Regions from separate parts of the Pan troglodytes genome. Here region 2 is linked to region 1. A link is a contact called in public Hi-C data. All regions are on one chromosome and are shown on one strand. The core of a region is the stretch at or near the end of the contact, and the rest is flanking DNA. Distances in the headings are between cores, read along the strand shown.

Region 1 (4,467 bases), core at 1,085-3,584:
TGTATAGTTCTGAGGAATAAACAGTTGATGGCATAATTTGCAGGAGAACTTTGCACAGTGCCTAAAAGAACTTCCACTGTAAGTACTTATGATTTTAAATCATTGTGGCTGAATTTATCTAGGCTTCTGCCTGGGAGCTATATTTAAATCAGGAAGAAGCACCCCTAGAAACTTTGTTCCATGTATCTGCATTTGAAACCAGATTCCTTCCCTATCTGAGCTAACAGCAATTCTCATACAGCTGAATTCCTTTAAAATTAGACAGATCAAAATTTAGCAGTTCTGTAAAGGCTCTAAGAAATCGTCCTCCTTTTAAATGCTATAAAAGTCAAACTTGAAAAACATTTCCGTACACTTTAAAGCCATCTGGCCCTTAACCTAATCACTCTTGGCCATCGAGCCTCACTCCCGTAATCCTGATCAAAAATTTTCCTCTGGTTTTTCTGATGGAAATGTCCATTGCCTACAAATCTCACATGTGCCTACTTCATTGGCCTGTTTGTGTCTGTGTGTGTGTTTTCAGGGTACTAGGGGCCATTATTTATGAAAAGCAAGGAAACAAATCACTGTCCAGTCCCTTTGCAGATTCCCACACTTACTGCCCCAAATCCCACAGATTTCCCTTGGTCCTGCCCTTGGCTAAAGAACTCTGCTGAGCCAGAAGGCAGTCCCTGGGGACATCTCCTTATGCCTTCCTTGACAAAGTCCTTTGGCTATCTGGGTATGTGAGGATCTCAAGTGGGTTCCAGCAAATCCCTAAACTTTTGTAAGAAAGTACAGTTGACTGCCACCCAGAGTGCCTGGACTGCCTGGCACCGAGTGTAGGGCTCTGCATATTCACAGGATTCCTCGTCTTGACCTGCTTTAGCTGAGAAGGGAACACATTAAAATGAATTCACATTCATCATCACATTCTGAATTTAGTCACAGAAACCAGCGTCTTCAGATATTCACCAGGGTCAATCTATTTATTAATATAGTCGCTTTGCAAAGTGTAGGGAAAATGACTACTAAAATATGTAAACAGTGCTTCGTGTGCATCCGATCAATACTCAACAAACTGCTGCTCTCCAACGCAAACATTTCCAAATCCAATTTGATTTCAACTCGTATAACCTCTTTTCATTGCTTCTTATTGCTGTAGCCCCAAAGTGCAAGCGAGATTTCCCAAACCCGCGCTTAAAGTGACACAACATGTGAGTGGTCTTCACTTGGTACACTGAGTGAGGTGGGGGGAAAAAGTAGTTGCAATTAAAATTAAAGCTTCCGGTCTCTGAAATCCCTAGAATCCTGAAGGATGAGACTTGTTTCAGAAATTCCGGGCGGGAGGGAGGGGGAGTGGTAGGGAGAAGGATTGCAGAAAGCGAAACAAAAAGACGAAAGAGTCGGGAGGTGGGGGTGACTAAGGTTAGGGGGTGGGCCAGGGGTCGCTCTGATATCCTAGAAGGGTTAAGGGGCTTTGTCCAAGTTTTAGGGTCTGGCCTTGGACATTGGCCGCGATACCCAGCACAGCCCAGGGTTCTCCCCGCACTCTCCTCTCGCATCAACCACCTCCACCGCCACCACTTACAAAACAATACCAGCAACAGTACGCAGGCTTCCCAACAAAAATAGAAAGTTATCCCGTCTCCGGGTCGGGGTCCAAGCCGGCGCTCCAGGGTCCCCCGGCCAGCCGCCCCCGGGGATGACAAGGCCACTCCGCGCCTCGGGCCGCCTCCCACCTCTCCGTCACCCCCAGCCCAGTCCCCCTCCCTCTGTACTTGAGGAAACTCCGGCGGCGGCCCCCTCCCTCCTCCGCGGCTCTCCAGCTGGAGCCGGGAACGAGTGCTGAGTGGCGGGCCCGGCGAGCGGCAGAGGGGAGCTCTGCGCCTTGGAGGTCTGCCCACAACAACATCGGGACGAACAACAAAGTTAAAACGCAGCGATTCACGCACCTTACCCGGTCTCGTTAATGCCTCCTCCGGCGTGGGATGCAAAGTGGCACAGAGGCGGGCTGGGGGCCCCCGGGAGGAGACTGGAGATGGGTTTTGGTGGCTCGCCTTTTTCACTCTGTGTGTGTGTGTCTGTGTGTGTGCGTGTGTGCCGGTGTGTGTGTGTGTGCGCGCGCGTGTCCCTCTCTCTCCCCCCGTCTCTCGCTCGCCCGCTCGCTCGCGCTCCCCGTGTTGCTCTCAAGGACGAGGTGAATTCCCTTTGCTGGTCATGAGGCGGCTTCAGAGACAAACAACACAATGCGAGTGCAAATAACAAAAGGCAAAAAGACAGTAGGAACAATGGGGGAGGCGAGGGCAGCGCACCAGCCGGCGGTCACCCCGGCCCGGCGCCCGCCCCGGGGGGTGCGGCGGGGGCGGGGGCGGGCGCGGGGGCGGCGCCGGGGGCTCCCGCTCCCTCCAGGTCGCCCCCGAGCTCCCGCAAGCCCACCCTGACCTCCTTCTTGCAGCTCGCCGCCCGGCCGCCCTCTCTATCCATCCGAAGGGAAGGAGCCCCAGAGTTTTCTTCCCCGTCTGCTGCAGAGTAACTAGATTGTAAATAACGCGGCGATTACCCACACCGTGCAGGATTTTTTTTTTTATCTGCCCTCCACTTAAAGGAGCGATAAAAATGAAATGGCAGGAGTGGAAGGAGCCAGGGAGAGCGGGATATCTGTAGATCTCGATGGAGCTCGCATCTATAAATACGCATTCATGTTTAGTCAAGTCCCTTTGTCAACTTCTTCCCGGCGCCTGAGCCTCAGCCGCTGCTCTGCGCCCAGGACCTGGCCCCTCCCGGCCCCCCAGTCCAGTGGTCAGGCGGTCGGGCCGGCAGGGAGGGCGCGCGCGGGGGGCTGCGGGGTCCGTGGAACCTTTCCGGGAGGCGAGCCGCGGGCTGCTGGGCGCGGAGGCTGGAGCCGCGAGAGGTTCGGCTGCTGAAGCGGCCACTGCCTCCCAGAGCCAGGCTCCGCGCCGCGCGTCCCCGCCGCCGCCGGCACTGTGCACCCACCTACTCCTCGGAGATTGGGGTAGGGGAAAAAAGTTTTGAGGCGCTCTCATCTCTGCCTCCGGGGTGGTTGAACTGGTTTGGTTTTGTGTTAAGCGAAGCCAAAAAAAAAAAAAAAATCACCACACACACAGACACACACACACCCCAACCCAATGCCCAAGAACCAGGGAATGAAATTTAGTGATATTTAGGGAGAAATAAGGCTGGGCGCTGGGCTCCGACTCTTTCTGCCGCGACACTTGAGTGGGCGCGTGGAGCCGAGAGAGACCCTCAGAGTCCCATCCCCATCAGAAGAAACTCCGTCGGTGATGCCCTGAGCAGAAGCTGTGGGGCTGATTTAAGTGTGTGCTCTGACAGCTCCCGGGCTGCTCCGGCGCTTATCTCTTCTAATCTTACTTTCATTGACTTAAAACAGCTGCCGGTTTGCCAGGGGAAAAAAATCCTATTAAATCTCAAACCAGGGTGGGGCGGGGGCGGGGGTTCCTGACAGTGATCTTCCCAGAGCTAGTGTCCAGAAAAGAGCAGGGGGAAGGGAGAGCATTCACGGGGGTGGCTGCGTGTTGGGAAGGGGGTGATGGAAAGGGGACTAAGGAAACAATTCGAGCAACACGTTTCTTTTCCTCGCTGTAGCCTTCTCTCCTTTTGCTTTTATGCCGAGGTGCGTGTTCTCTGTCCCCATCTCTGTAATTCTCTGCAGACGCGCAACCATGGACTGCGCCGCGTCCCTGAGCACCCCCAGCATTACCCAGAGTGCAACAACACCATCAGGAGATCAATGACCAGACTCTATTTATTCTTCACGCGCCTAGAAGAGCAGGACTCCGGAGGAGCTTGGGAGCGAGGCTCGGGGCTTGGCTGTCTCTGGGCGATCTCTCCCAGACTTTTTCGGGCTGATTTCTAAACGGCAGTTAGTAAGCAAATGTAATTTCTCAATGCATGCCACACATACCAATCACAATATATTCACCTAGGAAAGTGAGACATCCTTTCTACCCCTTTCCACCCTTTGTAGATTTGTTTCTGGAGGTGGGTTGCTAATACCTGAGATTTTACACTTGTCAAGGGCGGAAACTTTCCCGGGTGTTTGATGATTGATTATGTGGTACCTGTTTTCTAAAAACGGCTAAACACCTTTCCCTGGAACAAAAGTGAGAAATGTAAATCTTAATAACTCAAGGCAAAAATTTCAAAGTGTAAGCACAGCTATTATCCACTCCCACAAAGAAAAGCTTCCTCTTACACAAATATTTGATAGCATAGAGCCCAGTAATTAAGAGAACAATCAAATAAGCTCAGGGCTTTCGTGGGGACTTTAAATTATCATCTGCCTAGAATTTATAAGCAGTGTAATCATTTGCTGCTTGGATATAACTCTGGATATGGCAATCTAAATGTCCCTCCTTAAGCAATTTTACTATGTGTTCCTAAGTATTTAATGAGAGAGATGGATAACAATAATATTCAAATTGCTGGTTCAATGTAGCTTCATCA
Region 2 (4,049 bases), core at 200-2,699, 550 kb before region 1:
GTGAACTAATTTGTATCTGGTCTTATTTGAGGGACTCATGGGAAAATTGCAAAACTAATCTGATTTCCTTCAGAGCTTAACAAATAGAAGACCATTTTTAAGGCTGAAGTTTGAGATATAAAGTAAGGCTTATTATTTTTATCCATAAAATATAGTAAATATTAGAACAAATTAGAATGCCGTAGTTTAAATGGTTTTCATAGATTTCTAAGACCACTTATACATCCTATTTCATATGAGATGCCCCATTTGGAGCTGCCCAAAGGGTATAGTGGAAATAAGACAAAGTACAGCTGTTCTAGATGGCTAGATGAGTGATAAACACAGAATCAACTTGAGCTGGTATCTTCTTCCCATTTGCAAATAAGAAGAGAGAGATGGGTAATACCATTTGAAGAGAAGTGTCTATTAGTCTATTAGTGTAGAGGAACCTGAGAACCCTTCGTGACTTGTAGTTTTTATGAAAAGATTTACTTTCCTTTTATTAGCAATGGATTTCGGAAACAGAACTGATGAGGAGATGAAGCATGGATTCCACAGGGCATTTTAAAATAAGCTAGTTGCTCTTGTTTAATCAATGCATTCTATGACTGGAAAGCTCAGATAAGCCAACATTCCTCTCTTAGCGCCTCCTTTAACCGTATGTCATCACATATAACCTTCCTGGATAACTACTCATTATGCATGACGGCATACCAACCTGTGAGAATATGAGGGAGAAAGCATTATGCTCATCAGAGGCTGTGGGTTTAGCCAATCTGCCTAAAGAAGCCCTGAGATTTCTGAGCCTTTTAGCCTCTTTCAGTTCCTGCTCCATCCTCAGCCCTTTCTCTGGTGACTATGTATAAGGCAGCAAACAGCCTGGCAGCACCACACATGTCTGAACGAAATGGCCACCCTTCTAAAGACTTAAAAGTTTGATGTACAACAAATGCAACTGGAATTGAATAGTTAATAAGCCTTGATCTTGAGTAGATTCAATAGGTTTGTTTCATCCACTGAAAAGTCAACTCATACCTTAAACATTGTGTGTTACAATAAAATGGTAGGTTTTGGGAAAGTCACTTGGAAAAAAGAGTAGAAAAGTCTAAGTTGCAGAGACAAAAACTGGACCCATAAGTAGCTTCTTATAATCACTGATTATTTAGTATGAAATTTTAAATGACTCCTTAAATTCACAATCTGGGGTCCTTGTTCCTAATATAGACTACAGGGTGTTGAGAAGCACCGTATATTATTTCATTAAGTGCTTTTTGGGAGAAGGGGATTTAGAGGTAAAACTGCTGGCTTTGTGTGGCAAGGTCATGACCTTTGACAACTTTGGAGCTTATCTCTTTCATCTTCTCACTCCCCAGAGACCTCTAACTTGCAGAGGAATCAAGCACATAAGCCTGGGCTAGGCAGAATTCATCATTGTTGTGGAGCTAGGTTCTCTCTTTCCCTCTCTCTCTCTTTCTCTTTCTGTCTCTCTCTCTCTCTCCCTTTTTTCCCCCTCTAAACAAAACAGATCTGAACTGAGCCAAGGAAACAAAAATGTATTGTTCCTCGCAGATGGAAGCGAGTGTCGCCTAGGTAACCAGATTAATCTCCTTTTTCTCTCCCTTCCTCTCTTGTAGTGCGGTAATCGGTGGGCTCTTTTCACAAAAAAGCCAGCCTCAAAGCTGGGGCTCTAACTAGGTTCCTAATTAGCTGCAATTTACAATGAAGACAACATGATGAGATAATAGAAATTTGCAAAATAATGACATACCTCAGCAAAATATTCCTCCTCCTAAGAACCATTTTTATACAAAAACAATAAAGAGGGCCCTTCTAAAGCAAAGCTGGAAAATGGTGGTGTATTATGTGACACAGAACATTATTGTTCGCCTCTTGTTCCCCCAATCAACAGCTTATTGTTTGGCATCTTAAATAAAAATGACTCAAATACAGGCCACATAATGATCTCCATTGCGCTAATACACTGTATATACTGAGTAGTCAAAAATGTACGGGAGCCAATGCCAGTGGGGCTGATAAAGTAGCAGGGCCCAGGAAGGTAATTTACAATACAATGCAATAAGCATTATTACTGTTCTTAATCACACGTATCTTTCTGATTCCTGTCAGGATGCAACTCTGACATCAAAAAAGGGCACCCAAAAGGAGGACAGCTAGTTAATGAAATATGATGGATCACATTTGTTTTCATGTGGTGGTTAGCTCAAATGAAGCAGCCTCCAGACTGTTAGCCAACAGTATTCTCTTGTGTGACATCAAAGACTACTATTCAATGGGGGCAGAAAAAAAAATCACAGTAAGACAGCACAGAGGGAGGAGCTCCTAGGAACTGAAAGAACCATTAATAGTAATCTCTACCTTATGTCCAAAAGAACAGAGCATGAGGAAGAAAGGCCAAGGCCAACCAGTCAGTGATTTCACAATGAGGATCATCAGCACCTATGCTGATTTCGGGAGAATGGTGCAGCTAACATGCGGTGGGCAAGATTTCACATTTTGCTACACAGGCGCAATTTGTCACTAGTGACAGGAGGTACCTACCCTCGTGCCTTGTCTGAATCAAGATTACAGCACCCTATGAAACATGGAATCCAAATAATAAAACAGAATCCAATGCCATGTTTTGCATCAACAAGAATCATTCATAAATGACAACAGATTGTCTAACCAATCAGGGGAAAAAAACAACCATACACAAAAAGTAAGTCCACATTTGCTTATGGACGAGTAATTGTGAAGAGTACAGCTGCACATACTTGAGAACTAATGGTCCCTGGACTTCCCCATAAATAACTGCTGACTAAAAACCAATTGGCCAGGGACAGAAAAAGCATTAACCCCTTGGTCATTTGGCCCTCAACAACAACAAGACAACTAGATCCCCTCACAGAGTAATTAAAAGGTAACAAGGAGGACAGATTAGAGAAGGTGCCAAATGGGCTGTAATGACTTTGGAGGAAAAATTGTTGTATTTGGTAATAACATTTGCAGAAATGCAAAAAAAAGGGAGACCATCTGGGTATATCACAACCCCAAAGAGTTTGGCATCCGCCTTTTGGAAATGTGGCCACAGTATATTGACTTGCATAGGACTATCAACCTTTTCCAAAGATTTTTTTTTTTTTAATTGAATCTCAGCCAACAGAGAAAGAGAGCAAAAGGCTGTGACACCGTGCTGAAAACCAAGGATTAGTGGTCATAGTTATCTGTGTTTCTGCTTCTAGATTTTCCGTAGATTTGATGTTTACTGTAAAATGATATCTACTCACCAAAACCACTTTACTTTTCAGTTTTATGTAAACCTTATAAGAAATATTCTCATCCAAAGAATTCACTGAGTGACTCAATATAATATAGTCGGTGGAAATAATGAAAAGGAATGTGTTAAAACTATTAACTGACTGTATACAGTGTTGGGACAAGAATGTTTGTGAGGCAGTATCGAGCCACTGGTGGCCCCATTTAACATCTCTTTAAACCGTCAATAATTGTATTTGTCTTTTAAAATTGTTTGAGGAATTATTAAGGCAAAGGCACCAACGCATATAAGGTCCTCTTTATCCCTGTGCATTTCTTTCTCAGAAGCTCCCATCCTGACTTAACCCGACAACCTGCCTCTTCTGCACATCTAACCTGGGGTAGCTGAACTAAGCTGGAGAAAATCACGCAACAGGTTATGCGTGGTGGTTCATGCCTGTAATCTCAGCACTTTGGGAGGCTGAAGTAGGCGAATCACTTGAGGCCAGTTCAAGACCAGTCTGGCCAACATGGTGAAACCCCCATCTCGACTAAAAATGCAAAAAAAATTAGCAGAACGTGGTGGTGCACGCCTGTAATCCCAGCTACTTGGGAGGCTGAGGCAGGAGAATCACTTTAACACAGGAGGTGGAGGTTGCAGTGAGCCAAGATCACGCCCCTGCACTCCAGCCTGGGTGACAGAGTGAGACTCTATCTCAAAAAATAAAATAAAATAAAATAAAATAACATAAAATAAAATAAAATGAAAATAAAAAAGAAAAGAAAAGAATACAACACCACAGACCAGGGCC

What was found. Hi-C and Micro-C count contacts between places; a contact is called where the count stands out from the background.
Region 2: a Hi-C map of stem cell-derived neural progenitor cells shows a contact between it and region 1, with 4 times the contacts expected there. The contact joins the enhancer-like site here to the promoter of SOX5 in region 1. A contact is called at or near these places in 1 of 7 Hi-C or Micro-C datasets (stem cell-derived neural progenitor cells), 1 of 1 datasets of contacts at active chromatin or transcription factors (stem cell-derived excitatory neurons) and 1 of 1 other capture datasets (stem cell-derived neural stem cells).

What each region holds. Positions count from the first base shown.
Region 1 is chr10:70,978,571-70,983,037 of NHGRI_mPanTro3-v2.0_pri, reverse strand. SOX5 (SRY-box transcription factor 5) reads right to left here and starts at 2,334. Exons shown (of 19, transcript XM_054664454.2): 1 at 1,935-2,334.
Region 2 is chr10:71,531,236-71,535,284 of NHGRI_mPanTro3-v2.0_pri, reverse strand. All of the region lies in intron 5 of SOX5 (SRY-box transcription factor 5), which reads right to left. Among named protein-coding and RNA genes, the nearest start is that of MIR920, 200 kb to the right of the region's middle. Within about 2 kb of position 1,449, at least 7 of the 24 cell types and tissues checked have an H3K27ac peak or open chromatin away from gene starts, as enhancers often do. A contact at or near this core is called in stem cell-derived neural progenitor cells and stem cell-derived neural stem cells, where this site is marked.